Regions from separate parts of the Bombyx mori genome. Here region 1 is linked to region 2. The links are chromatin contacts, called in public Hi-C maps. All regions are on one chromosome and are shown on one strand. The core of a region is the stretch at or near the end of the contact, and the rest is flanking DNA. Distances in the headings are between cores, read along the strand shown. Region 1 holds the start of LOC101743039 (protein patched). Region 2 overlaps LOC101743039 (protein patched).

Region 1 (5,851 bases), core at 2,820-5,319, 39 kb before region 2:
CATAGTCTAAAACTCTTTAGTTTTCTAAAAATGATTTTTCTTATATGTCATTCAGTGAAGTTTGACATTCAGTAAAAAGAAAGTTCAGTTTGTTTAAAAATATAAATTTTATTAGATTTATGAGCTTTAAATGTTGTTTTATAATGATATTGGGTAGGTACTCCAGAATAAATAAACAATAAAATACTTAATTGCGTTTTCTCTTTTTTGTATAATGAGGAAACAACATTTAAAGCCCTTAATCTAATAAAATTAATATTTTTAAACAACCTGAACTTTCTCTTTACTGAATGTCAAACTTCACTGAGTGACATATAAGAAAAATCCTTTTTAGAAAACTAAAGAGTTTTAGACTATGAAGGTTATTCTTTGATATTTTTGATATTTAAATTTCTTACATTAACCGGAAAATATGGTTTAACTTACTGGTTTTTTTTCTCTCGAACAATACGTGTATTTCCTGTAACTGCGATATTTCCTACAACATTATTATTAATATTTAACAATTGAAAAACGTTGCGTTCGTTTCTTAAAATTAAAACGCTTTACATTGTGGTCTCAATCCTGAACGTCTCGGATGATTCTACGAAGATGTATACGAGTAGAACGAGACGCCCCGCTGTGTATTTTAAAGTGTCAAAATGTCTAAAGTTACACCACGTTCTGAGATCGTCATGTTTTCAACGAACACGCAAAATACGACTTTAATCCTGTGATTTTAAATGGGTAGTGTAGTAAAATCGAAAAAGTTGTCATCTAAATTCAGATATTTGCGGTGTATTATAGATCGATCCACGTTGCATTCACGTTTAGAGTGGAATTGATTGAATAGGCCCGTTTACACCTAGCTCGTTTCTCGGAAGGCTGTGGAGATGGTCCGTGAAATCCGAACGCCATCAGGTGTGGCGCGCTGTTGTGATCTTAATCCGATTGCTTCTACTATTTTATTGCAACTTCAACTGTTATCGCAGACCGTTAATTGATACCTGGTCCCACTGAAGTGTGTATCGTGTTTCATTAGAATCGGCAAAAAGCTTACAATGAAATTCCTGTATGGAGAGACTACTTAAATTGTTTAATATCTGAAAAAAAAATTGGTAGAAGATTAAAATTCGAAGTATGATTATAGTGTCTGCCTATTTTATCCATTTGATTTCGTTACTGCACAGCACTATTAAAGAGTTACGTATCAATTAATAGTAAGTACGTACTGACGACTTCTTAGGCTATAGCCTCAAAAGGATGGCAACATTTTTTTCGTATAATCATGTATGTTCTTGTAATTTTATTTGATATGTATTTCTTATCTATGTATTTTGTATGTATGTATCTATGTATTTATTTTGGCAATACAGACTGTTAATCGATACCTGGTTCCACTGAAGTGTGTATCGTGTTCCATTACAATCGGCAAAAAGCTTACAATGAAACTTCTGTATGGAGAGACTACCTATATTGTTTTATATCTGAAAAAATGGTAGAAGATTACCATTCGAAGTATAATTATAGTGTCTGCCTATTTTAGCCATTTGATTTCGTTACTACACAACACTATTAAAGAGTTACGTACCAATTAATAGTAAGTACGTACTGACTTCTTCTTAGGCTGCGGCCTCAAAAAGATGGCAACATTTTTTCGTATAATCATGTATATTCTTGTAATTTTATGTGATATGTATTTCTTATCTATGTATTTTGTATGTATTTTTATGTATGAATCTATCTATTTATTTTGGCAATATAATTATAACTTGGTGTTCATTTTCCTCATGTCTACTATAATTTTTTAAATTATCGCCATGTATTAACTTTATCACAGCTACGCTCTTCTTGAATCTTTCACTTCATCAACGAGGGTTAACTGGAAGAGAATGCCTGCATGGCGTTGAGTTCGCCTTTGTACAATATTTTTTGTGCAATAAAGTTTTTATTTATTGTCTAGATGTGTGGACGAGCTCACAGCCCACCTTGTGTTAAGTTGTTACTGGAACCCATAGACATCTACAACGTAAATACGCCGCACACCTTGAGATATAAGTTCTAAGGTCTCAGTATAGTTACAACGGCTGCCCCACCCTTCAAACCGAAACGCATTACTGCTTCACGGCAGGAATAGGCATGGCGGTGGTACCTACCCGTGCGGACTCACAAGAGGTCCTACCACCAGTAATTACGCAAATTATAATTTTGCGGGTTTGATTTTTATTACACGATGCTATTCCTTCACCGTGGAAGTCAATCGTGAACAATTGTTAAGTACATATTTCATTAGAAAAATTGGTACCCGCCTGCGGGATTCGAACACCGTTGCATCGCTATATACGAATGCACCGGACGTCTTATCCTTTAGGCCACGACAACTTCGTATTTAAATTTTTCATTCATTCATATGTTCAGGTAGGTATGTACTATGTACATGGCTATCTTTCCATATATATTTCTTGGGCATTTTTTTAACCTTGGCTTGATAGATTTTATAAATAAGGCGTCGTTAGATACCAAAATAAATTAAGAGGGAGGAGAAACGAAATACTTACCTAATATAAGAATTAATTAATAGTTAGTAAATAGCTAATCAGAATACATAACCGTAAAAATTTAATCATACATAAATCCAAAAATAAGCTATGTACAATTAATTATTCTTCGAATACGTATAGCCTTATAAATGCATGTGCATATTAACGATCACTAACTTGTCTATTTAAAGATTGCGATCACATAGGAGCTAGATGCCTACCTAGAAACGGTAGGAGTAGTCGCATACTAATAATAAGAAACTTTGAATTTCAGCAAATTAAATTCAGTCAGCGTGCTCCCAAAACTGAGGAACGCATTGTTTTAAATGCAACTAACTTATGCTGCACATTCAAATTGAAACGGGACAAAGTGAGTCCATCGGCTCGGCTATACTTTTTTCTTATAATAAACAAATCGAATGATTTACTGGTGGTAGGACCTCTTGTGAGTCCGCGCGGGTAGGTACCACCACCCTGCCTATTTCTGCCGTGAAGCAGTAATGTGTTTCGGTTTGAAGGGTGGGGCAGCCGGTGAAACTATACTTGAGACTTTAGGAATTTATATCTCAAGGTGGGTGGTGCATTTACGTTGTTGATGTCTATGGGCTCCAGTAACCACTTAACACCAGGTGGGCTGTGAGCTCGTACAATCATCTAAGCAATAAAAAAAATCGAGGGTAGAAAGGTATAGGCATAGGTATAAAGTTATAGGTATCCATAAATCAGCCTGAATTCTGTAAATACAAGAGAAGAGTATTCAATGTGAAATGTTTGTGGTTAGGACTAGAATCTTTGGAATTAGTAATAGCTACTTTGTATCTGATTACGTTTCACGGACGATGAGTTCCAAAGGACAGGGTGGCGATCGCTCAGTTCAATGCGGCCGCTAAATAAATTCATTAGTTAAATCACCGTCGGCGGCGTTTTATGTCGGTAACATCAAAGGGCCGCCCGTGGTACGGTCAGGGTCGCGCTCGTCTAACTTTTTAGTCAGAAAACTCTGTAAACAAAATAATATGGTGCCTTTGAATGTTTGATCCTCTTTATTATCTGTATACCATTGACTGTATATTTAACTAACAAACGTTCTCTTTGTGATAATTGTAGGAACATAATGTTATATAAAATCCAAGTAAACATGAGCTTCAAAGAATTGACGACTTAAATTGACATTTAAGCAGTCTGCAAAATTACACTATCATAACATTTTATTAGGGTATTGTTCTTTATTGTTTCCATTTTTTTTAACTATGTTGTCGATAAAACTAAAATTTGTTGATCAATATCTATTTCAACTGTGAGTACTTAAAGTTAAACATTGAGATCGTTTCTAATGTTTAGATCATTACTTGATGACATGTCAGCTACGGCTTCATTCAATGTTTTTATTTTGCCGGCTTTAACCTCTCACTACAGTCCACTTCTGACCTCCTCCCTCTTGATATACACGAGAGAGAGAGGTATATCACGTGTGTGGTCTTTGATTTGGGAGCTTCGGACTGTTTCGCCAGCTTTCGGTTGCCTTCGTGTCGCAGGACGGCAACATTACGAATCCAACAACCAACAATAATGGCGGCTCGACAAATATTCAGTCCAGTCTACGCATTCGTTCGTAGAGTGAAGTGGCATGATTCAGTGTCGCTCGAGCCGTGCAGCTGGTAACACGCAAGCGCGCTCCGTATTATTTGTAATGAAACTCTGTGTTGTTTTGTGTTCGAATGATTAGTGTTTTGATTTAAAGTGACGTATTCGAGTGTGCAGTGTGTGGTTATGTGGCGGCAAGTGATATGACAGCGTGCGCCGCCAGACGGACTCCGGCCGTCTTCATGAGGATACTGGTGACAAGTTTGGCCCCGAGATCATGGTGGCTCCCAATTCCGAGGCTCCTTCGAATCCTCGGATAGTATCTAGTACACAGGAGAGTCCCTCTGCCGCTGAGGCGCGCCACAGCGCCGATCTCTACATACGCACCAGCTGGATAGACGCTGCCCTAGCACTTTCTGAACTCGAAAAGGTGTTGTGTCAATAAAACTGAATTACTTTGAAATTTTGTGCTGAATTTTACTTGTCATGTTGCACGTGTGATTGTTTTTCTGCGAATACCAATCGCGTTTGAGGAACTATGCAAAGAAACAGCGCCAACTAGTGTCAGTGGTACAAAACCTAAAACGCGCGCATTTTGCAGTAAACTGCAAGTTAATGATAGTTTTCTACAATCAAAAGAATTAAGATTACCAAAGATGTTTTTGATCAATGAGTTCCAAATATCTTATTAATTTATCTATTACATTTGAAATTGAACGAATCTATGAGTTTTTATGATTTTGTGGCTTATAAACAGCCATAAGATTTTTCATTCCAATATTTGTTTTGAAAAATATATATCTAATATATAAATATACATTTCTTATACATAATTAGTGATACCACAGCCATATACTACATAATTATATGATGCGGACTTATTAAATTATAACTTCTTAAACATGACCGTTTATGCTCTAATTTTTGTTCATTAAAATGTAATTTTTTAAAACCCATACTAATATCACTCACGAGGCGCAAGATCGTGTTAATCTAAAAAATGTTTTAAAATACCGAGTGAGTTCGGGGAAGGTAGCCCGCTTTCCTAGAAGGATAAGGTCGTCCCTGCGCGACGGTGGTCTTAGTTTTTAAATGAAAAAGCTTGCAAACCACTGTATTTTCTAAGATCACTTCAAAAATACCTGTGTTACAACAATAAAAAAAATAACAGATGTCAAAAACAACAATTTATTCAACGGACAGCTGATATTTTAAATATGGCTTCACTGTGTAACATACGAATAAGTGATACCTTAAAATGTAGGAACTTGATCGGTCGCATGCAAGATGAAGCAATTAAGGCGCAGCGGGTACAAGACGAGCAAGGGGCTGCGCACGCGCAGAGCATCGGCGCCGATAGAGACATCAACGCGGACCGCATAAAGCGAATAGAGAATGAATTGATACTTAATAATCAACTATTCTTGTTATTAAATTATTCTAATTATTAAATTAATAATATACCCTAACATTAAAGCAAGAAACATATAAGTTGCGGGTTATATGTTTTTTCTTCTAACAATTAAAATCGATTAAAAATATTACGACTGAGAATAACAAAAATTTTAAAGTCTTAAGTTGGCAATTTTCAATGGAAACAAAAATAATATTGTAAACCAATATAAATTAAACATGATTCATAATAAACAGTAACAATATCGTACGGTAAATAACAGATTACAAAAAGGAAAAGAATAAACGCTATTCTACGTATTCCTGAATCTGACAAGACCGCACAGAGCTCGCCT
Region 2 (6,407 bases), core at 1,566-4,065:
TATCGCTGGCCCTCGCTTGCGCCCTGTCTGCTGTGTTTGTGGTAAGTTCAGGAAAATTTTATGCTATTATCTAAAACGTATGCTCCTGATAAAATCATTATTAAACAAATGATTCGCGATTTATATCCGCAATGAAGTACGCGCTGGGTCAATGCTCTGATTTGACGCGAGAGCGGTCAGTCGGCGGAAGTACGAACTTGTTAATACAACAAATGCTTAGCTAACAAAAATAAGTATTTCATTTTTAATAATAATAAACAAATAAATAACTGGGAACAAATCACACACGGTCATCCGGCCCCAAATTAGGATTCCCTGTGTTGTTTAAATATATGCATATATAGATAATACACACCCAAACAATGGGTAAACAAAACTGTTTGCCCGATGTGGGAATCGAACCTAAGGCCCTCAGCGCAAATAGTCAGAGCCGCAAACTTCTGCACCACCGAGTCAGTTAGTGATGTGTTAAATCAGCGGTCCGGGAACTTTTTAAATTATTACCCCAAAATATTTATTTCGAAAAGAAAACAATAACTAAAAATTTAAAGATTCTAAAGAAGTTTCACTTCAATATATACTTTTTAATCACAAAAGTTTTATTTTTACCCCCCAAAATTTCATTTTACCCCATTTGGGCTTAAATAATTACTTTGTCGAAATTATCATAATGATCTAAATTAAAAGCCTACGATTATTTTCAGGCTGTAATGGTATTGCTGCTGAACGTGTGGGCGGCGGTGCTCGTGACGCTCGCGCTGGCTGTGCTGGTGCTCCAGTTGCTCGGCACGATGGCGCTACTTGGCATTAAGCTGTCCGCCATACCGGCAGTCCTACTTGTACTGGCCATCGGTCGAGGAGTGCATTTCACCGTCCATTTGTGCTTGGTGAGTTCATTGACCTTTATATTTGCGTATGACCATTTATGTTATTTTTAATTTTATTAGCTTCAGACGTATGTATGTATGTTTGTAACGGAATCTTTGAACATGATTTTGACCCTCTTCAAAACGTCGGATTAACTCGAAATTTGGTATACTTAAATTCCATATTTTAAAAAAACTGAAAAAGAGTGAAAAATTGATATTCACTTAAAAAATGAAAAATAAATAATAGTTTAAAAAAACGTGTAAAAAGTTTGTAAAAAAGCGTGGGCCACTTTTCAGGATATTATCAAAATAACCCTTCTACTCATATTTGTTCATAAATTATTTATAACTACTTGTATAATGCACCCCACGCTTTTTTACAATAAAATCTTTTTTTCATACACTATTTTTAATTTAAATTTAATAAAATTTATTTTCTATCTTTTAGTTGAATTTTCTATAAAAGCGTATTTTGTTAGTTTTTTTCAAACTATTATTTAGTGATAGTTAGTAATTAATATTAGAGTTCCGAGAAAATTGACCGATGATAAATAAGCTATTATTAAAATTTACAAAAAAATATAATTATATTGTATTTTTGTCGACGTTAAATGAATTGAACGTGTTCTTTGACAGGGCTTCGTAACGTCGATCGGTTGCAAGCGGCGTCGGGCCTCGCTCGCGCTGGAGTCTGTGCTGGCGCCGGTGGTGCACGGCGCCGTCGCGGCCGCGCTGGCCGCGTCGATGCTGGCGACCAGCGAGTTCGGTTTCGTCGCCAGACTGTTCCTGAAATTACTACTGGCTCTCATCGTTCTGGGATTCGTCGACGGTCTACTGTTCTTCCCGGTTGTACTGGCGATACTCGGACCGGCCGCGGAGGTGTGTAACTTGAAAAACATATACAGAGTGTGATTTTTTTTTTACTAAGTTAACAATATTTTTTTTAAATATACAGAATTCTTAATTTTGGTATTCGTATACGTTACTGCTTACATGCATAAATCTGTATTTCAATAAGTTCATCTTTACCTATATGACTATCATCAGTAATCAATAAAATATGGAAAAATAATAAGTATTTTGAAGGAGAAAGACGTTTAATTATTACTTTAAAATGACAAGTATTGTAACGGATATGATATTTTTCCCATAAGTTTCCCATTTACTTTTTATAGAAATGAGACTTAAAACTAGCTGCACCCTTCCGCTTCGCTGGGCATTTAAAATTAACGTTATTATTTCTCACCCCCACAAAATTCTCATAATTAACGCCCCCGCAACTGGTGTAGGGAGTCCAACACTTATATAAATATTAGGCTATCCATTACGTAAATGTATTTTCTACATGGATACCAAGTTTCAAGTCAATCGGATGCATGGTTCAGTAGTTATAACGGAACATCCGTAAAAACCACTGTAGATTTATATATTAGTATATATTTGTATCGATCCTCTTTCTAAGGTTGAGTAAGCCTTAATAATAAACACTAACAATGCGAATACAACTTCTTTTGCTGTAAATAATGAACAAAACCTTAGAAAGAATCAAGAATACTAGATAAAGAAAATCGATTAAAATGTAGATTTTTTTTTATTGCTTAGATGGGTGGACGAGCTCACAGTCCACCTAGTGTTAAGTGGTTACTAAAATCCATAGACATCTACAATGTAAATGCGCCACCCACCTTGATGATACAGCAAACAAAACTTTGAAACTATCTCAAAAATCTCAAGTAATAAGGAGAGTATTTGTTGTCGTGTGCAGGTGAGGCCGCTGGAGCACGGCGAGCGGCTGCCGACCCCGTCCCCGGTGCGGTCGCCGGTGTGGGCGCGGCGGGGGGCGGGCGCGGGGGGCGCCGCCGAGCGGACGCGCTGCAAGGGCCCTCCGCGCGCCGCGCCCTCCCTCACAACCATCACCGAGGAGCCCCCAAGCTGGCACAGCTCGGCGCCCTCCGTACAGTCTTCCATGCAGTCCATCCTAGTGCAGCCAGAGCTCGTCGTCGAGACCACCACCTACAATGGCAGTGACTCCACTTCCGGACGCTCTACTCCCACCTCCAAGACTACTCACACGGGCGCCATCACTACCAAGGTTAGTTTTATCACTTTCTCTTCCCTAGTTAGGTAGATCCCGGCAATCAAACGGAATATTTCACTTTACTTGTGGGACTATGTACTTTCTACTAATAATTATGGTCTGGTTTATTCTCCAGGTGACGGCCACTGCAAACATCAAAGTGGAGGTGGTCACGCCGAGCGACAGGAAAACTCGACGCTCCTATCACTATTACGACCGCCGTAGAGACCGCGACGACGATCGGGACAGAGACCGCGACCGAGACCGAGATAGAGACAGAGACCGCGAGAGATCGAGAGAGAGAGACCGCAGAGACCGGCACAGAGACGAGAGGGAGCATCGCGCGTCGCCGCGGGAGAACGGCCGCGACTCCGGACACGAGAGCGACTCCTCTCGCCACTGACACAGAGAGAAAGAGGGAGAGAGATACTACTGGGTCTTGGTACCTGAATGACGCGGAGGCTATGAAGTTCGGTGCGCAGTGGGAGCCCAGCACGCGTCGAGTACGGGTCGGTACCGCAAACATTCCACAGAGGGCGGCGCTGGTGCTTCCGCATTGTGATTCGATATTTGAACGGTGCGAACTCTTGTTAAACCAAATATCCACTATGTAGAAGATCTAAACGTTTGTGTGTTCCTATTGTAAAGACATTTCTGTTTCGTCATCCGTTGCTCTTGTTATGTTTATTTATCTAAAGACTGTGGTCGATTATTATTAACTTATGCTAATTATTTATTTTACGTCTACGTTTTTTTTTTTTTTTTTTTAATTTTCGACACCTGAATCTGTGGAGTGCCTCAGATTAATTGTACAAATTATTTACGTAGTTTTAAACTAGTTTTAGGTCGCTATTTATGAGATTACTTAGTGTTTTTTTTTTTAAATATCCATAATGTATCGTTGTGATCTTTAGGTAAAAATTGTAACTTTAAAGACTGCATTTTTAATACGAATATACAGTATTTTCGTGTGCTGGATAGCGAGTGAATGTTGAACACACAACCGATACATTCGCTTACCTCAGAATGTGAAATTACAAAATGAGAAATCAAATGTGCAAAGTACTTAGTAGAGTAAATATATATTATTTATACGTAGATACGTAAATATGTACATATAGCTGTATTTAGTCGTATGATGTGCCGAACCAGTGACGTTTGGATACGAATGTATCATTAATTTTTATACATTTTTTTTGTACTGACATTTTGTCGAAAAACTAGATGTTAGAATGTGACGCGTTTATTAGAATATATAAGTTTACAAATTAACAAATGATTGTATCATATGATTTAAAAAAAAAAACCAATTTGCTCTTTTTTTTTTGTTTAATTTGACGACGATATAAATTGTTGAAGATCAAAGCACATTTTCAATATCGATGTTTGTACCGATTCATTTTATCATATCGTAATATTTACATACAAACGAAATTCTAATTTATTCTTAATGCCTATGCAACGAAAATGTCTGTATTGGAGAAATAATCAACATCGAATTATACTTTGGAATTTTATTTGATTTTCAGAATCATCATAACCGTCTGTCGTAAAATATTCGAGCTTTCCATTTTTTGAAAACCAAAGTAGTCTAGACCCAAGAAGAAATAGAGTTGTCGCGCTGACTATATTCTTATTGCATCAGTGATGCCAAATCATTCCAAGGATACACGACTCGACAGTCATTTCGGCGACATCTACTAATACATTATCCCGGGGCGAGATACATAATGAATCCTTAAGTCCTGAATTATAAGTCCTGAAAACTCATATTCCCGAGAACTGGTGAAATAAATTCAGCGGGCTAGTCCTTCATATTATTTTTATGACATGCATTTGTTATTGTTGTAAAAGAATAATTTAAGTTTAATTTGCCAAGCTATATGTAATTTAATTAACAGACGATTATCAGATGATTACCAAATGGATCCAGGTGGTTCTTATTTTTTAAAGTTCGGAAACTACAAGACACGGCCGAATTGAATTCAGTACCTGTGGCGTTATACGAAGCGAAAATAAAATACGATCTCGGTATTATAGACGTTTTAGAAACAAAAATGAAAAAAAAGTCTCCCGCCATTTTTTTTTATTTCTTTTCAATCCACTAAAGTAAACGAATATAGCGAAGAAGCTCGAAACATTTTGAAGCTTTGTTCCAAAAATAGAGAAAAAAGATACACAAATACAAAAAATCCTTAGATATAAAAAGCATTAATATAAGCTTTATGTAGGTATACACATATGACCACGTTTTTTCGTTATTTTTGGTCACAATGTAATATATTGTTGTGCTTAAACTATATATCCCACGGATATTTTGTGAAGCTGTAGTTTCCGCACAACACCAAAGGGTAACGAGGATTACTGAATTGCAGCGATGCCCACACACTGGACGGTATCAGCTAAGCCTTTTCTTTGTTATATTTTTCCTTGTTTACTAAATATTTATATTTGTCAGTGTAAAACCATATAATATTGTTTGTTTTACGTCATTACGCATTTACGTCGTAGATCTCTATGGGCTTCAGTAACCACTTAACACCAGGTGGACTGTGAGCTCGTCCACCCATCTAAGCAACAAAAAAAAAGAAGAACTGTCTAATATGGGGGAAAAGTGTCCAGCTGTAAGCAGTCAACTACGACTGAAAAACTCACCAAAACACCTCTAACCTTGCCAGCGGTATGATTATAGTATGATATGAATGTAGCAGTGCTGTAGGCTGAGTGAAATTTGCTGAGTTGGAAAGTTTAATAATATTCATAAATTTAATAATATTAAGTTATAATAATTTTTGGCGCTACCTTTGCAATGACACCACTCGCTATGGTAGCGCTTTCCTAATTGGTCGCATTGACATGCATTTTGCATTGAATGCATAAATTTTCACAGAAATTACGGATATTGTTACTCTTTACCTGGACCCTCCATAGGTAAACGTCAGTAATTGATCTTTTTATAGAGTTTTATCTTAAGCATGACATCTTGCGTTGTGATAAGTATTTAAATGCTGACTGCTATCCACAATGCTATTGAATAATTTCCAAAAACGACTTCTACAAGTGATCAAAAGTAAGTCCCACAAAATCTCTCGTTTATTACTATAATTGAAATTTACTGAGATATTTAAATCAGTGCGCTTTAACATCATGTGAATCTGCCCTTGTGAAGGCTTTTATTTTAATTAAGATGGCTTAAGTTTCCATTCACGGGGTACAGTAGGATTACACAATAGTCCCACTACGTGTCTGCGTCACGTAGCATTACCATCACAGATTAAATAGAGATAGTACACCACTCAGCCATTTTCATTTAAAACAAAACTTTTCTTAGTTTTTACTATATATATATATATATAAAGCCGATACTGCTTTGGAACATTTTTGTAAAGTTCCCGCGAGAACGAACTACGTATCGACGTATTTTTTTCTTAGGGCGGCTAATTAATAATAACAACTTTAAA

What was found. Hi-C and Micro-C count contacts between places; a contact is called where the count stands out from the background.
Region 1: a contact with region 2 is called in a Hi-C map of whole pupa, with 2.2 times the contacts expected there. The contact joins the promoter of LOC101743039 here to the enhancer-like site in region 2. A contact is called at or near these places in 2 of 7 Hi-C or Micro-C datasets (both in whole pupa).

What each region holds. Positions count from the first base shown.
Region 1 is chr5:13,426,316-13,432,166 of ASM3026992v2, reverse strand. It overlaps LOC101743039 (protein patched), which reads left to right and starts at 4,069. Exons shown (of 16, transcript XM_004930019.5): 1 at 4,069-4,533. The coding sequence starts at 4,381.
Region 2 is chr5:13,385,724-13,392,130 of ASM3026992v2, reverse strand. It overlaps LOC101743039 (protein patched), which reads left to right. Exons shown (of 16, transcript XM_004930019.5): 12 at 1-41; 13 at 705-887; 14 at 1,506-1,748; 15 at 2,635-2,961; 16 at 3,083-4,450. The coding sequence ends at 3,349. Among protein-coding and RNA genes, the nearest start is that of LOC101735565, 5.4 kb to the right of the region's middle. Within about 2 kb of position 2,815, at least 5 of the 8 cell types and tissues checked have open chromatin away from gene starts, as enhancers often do.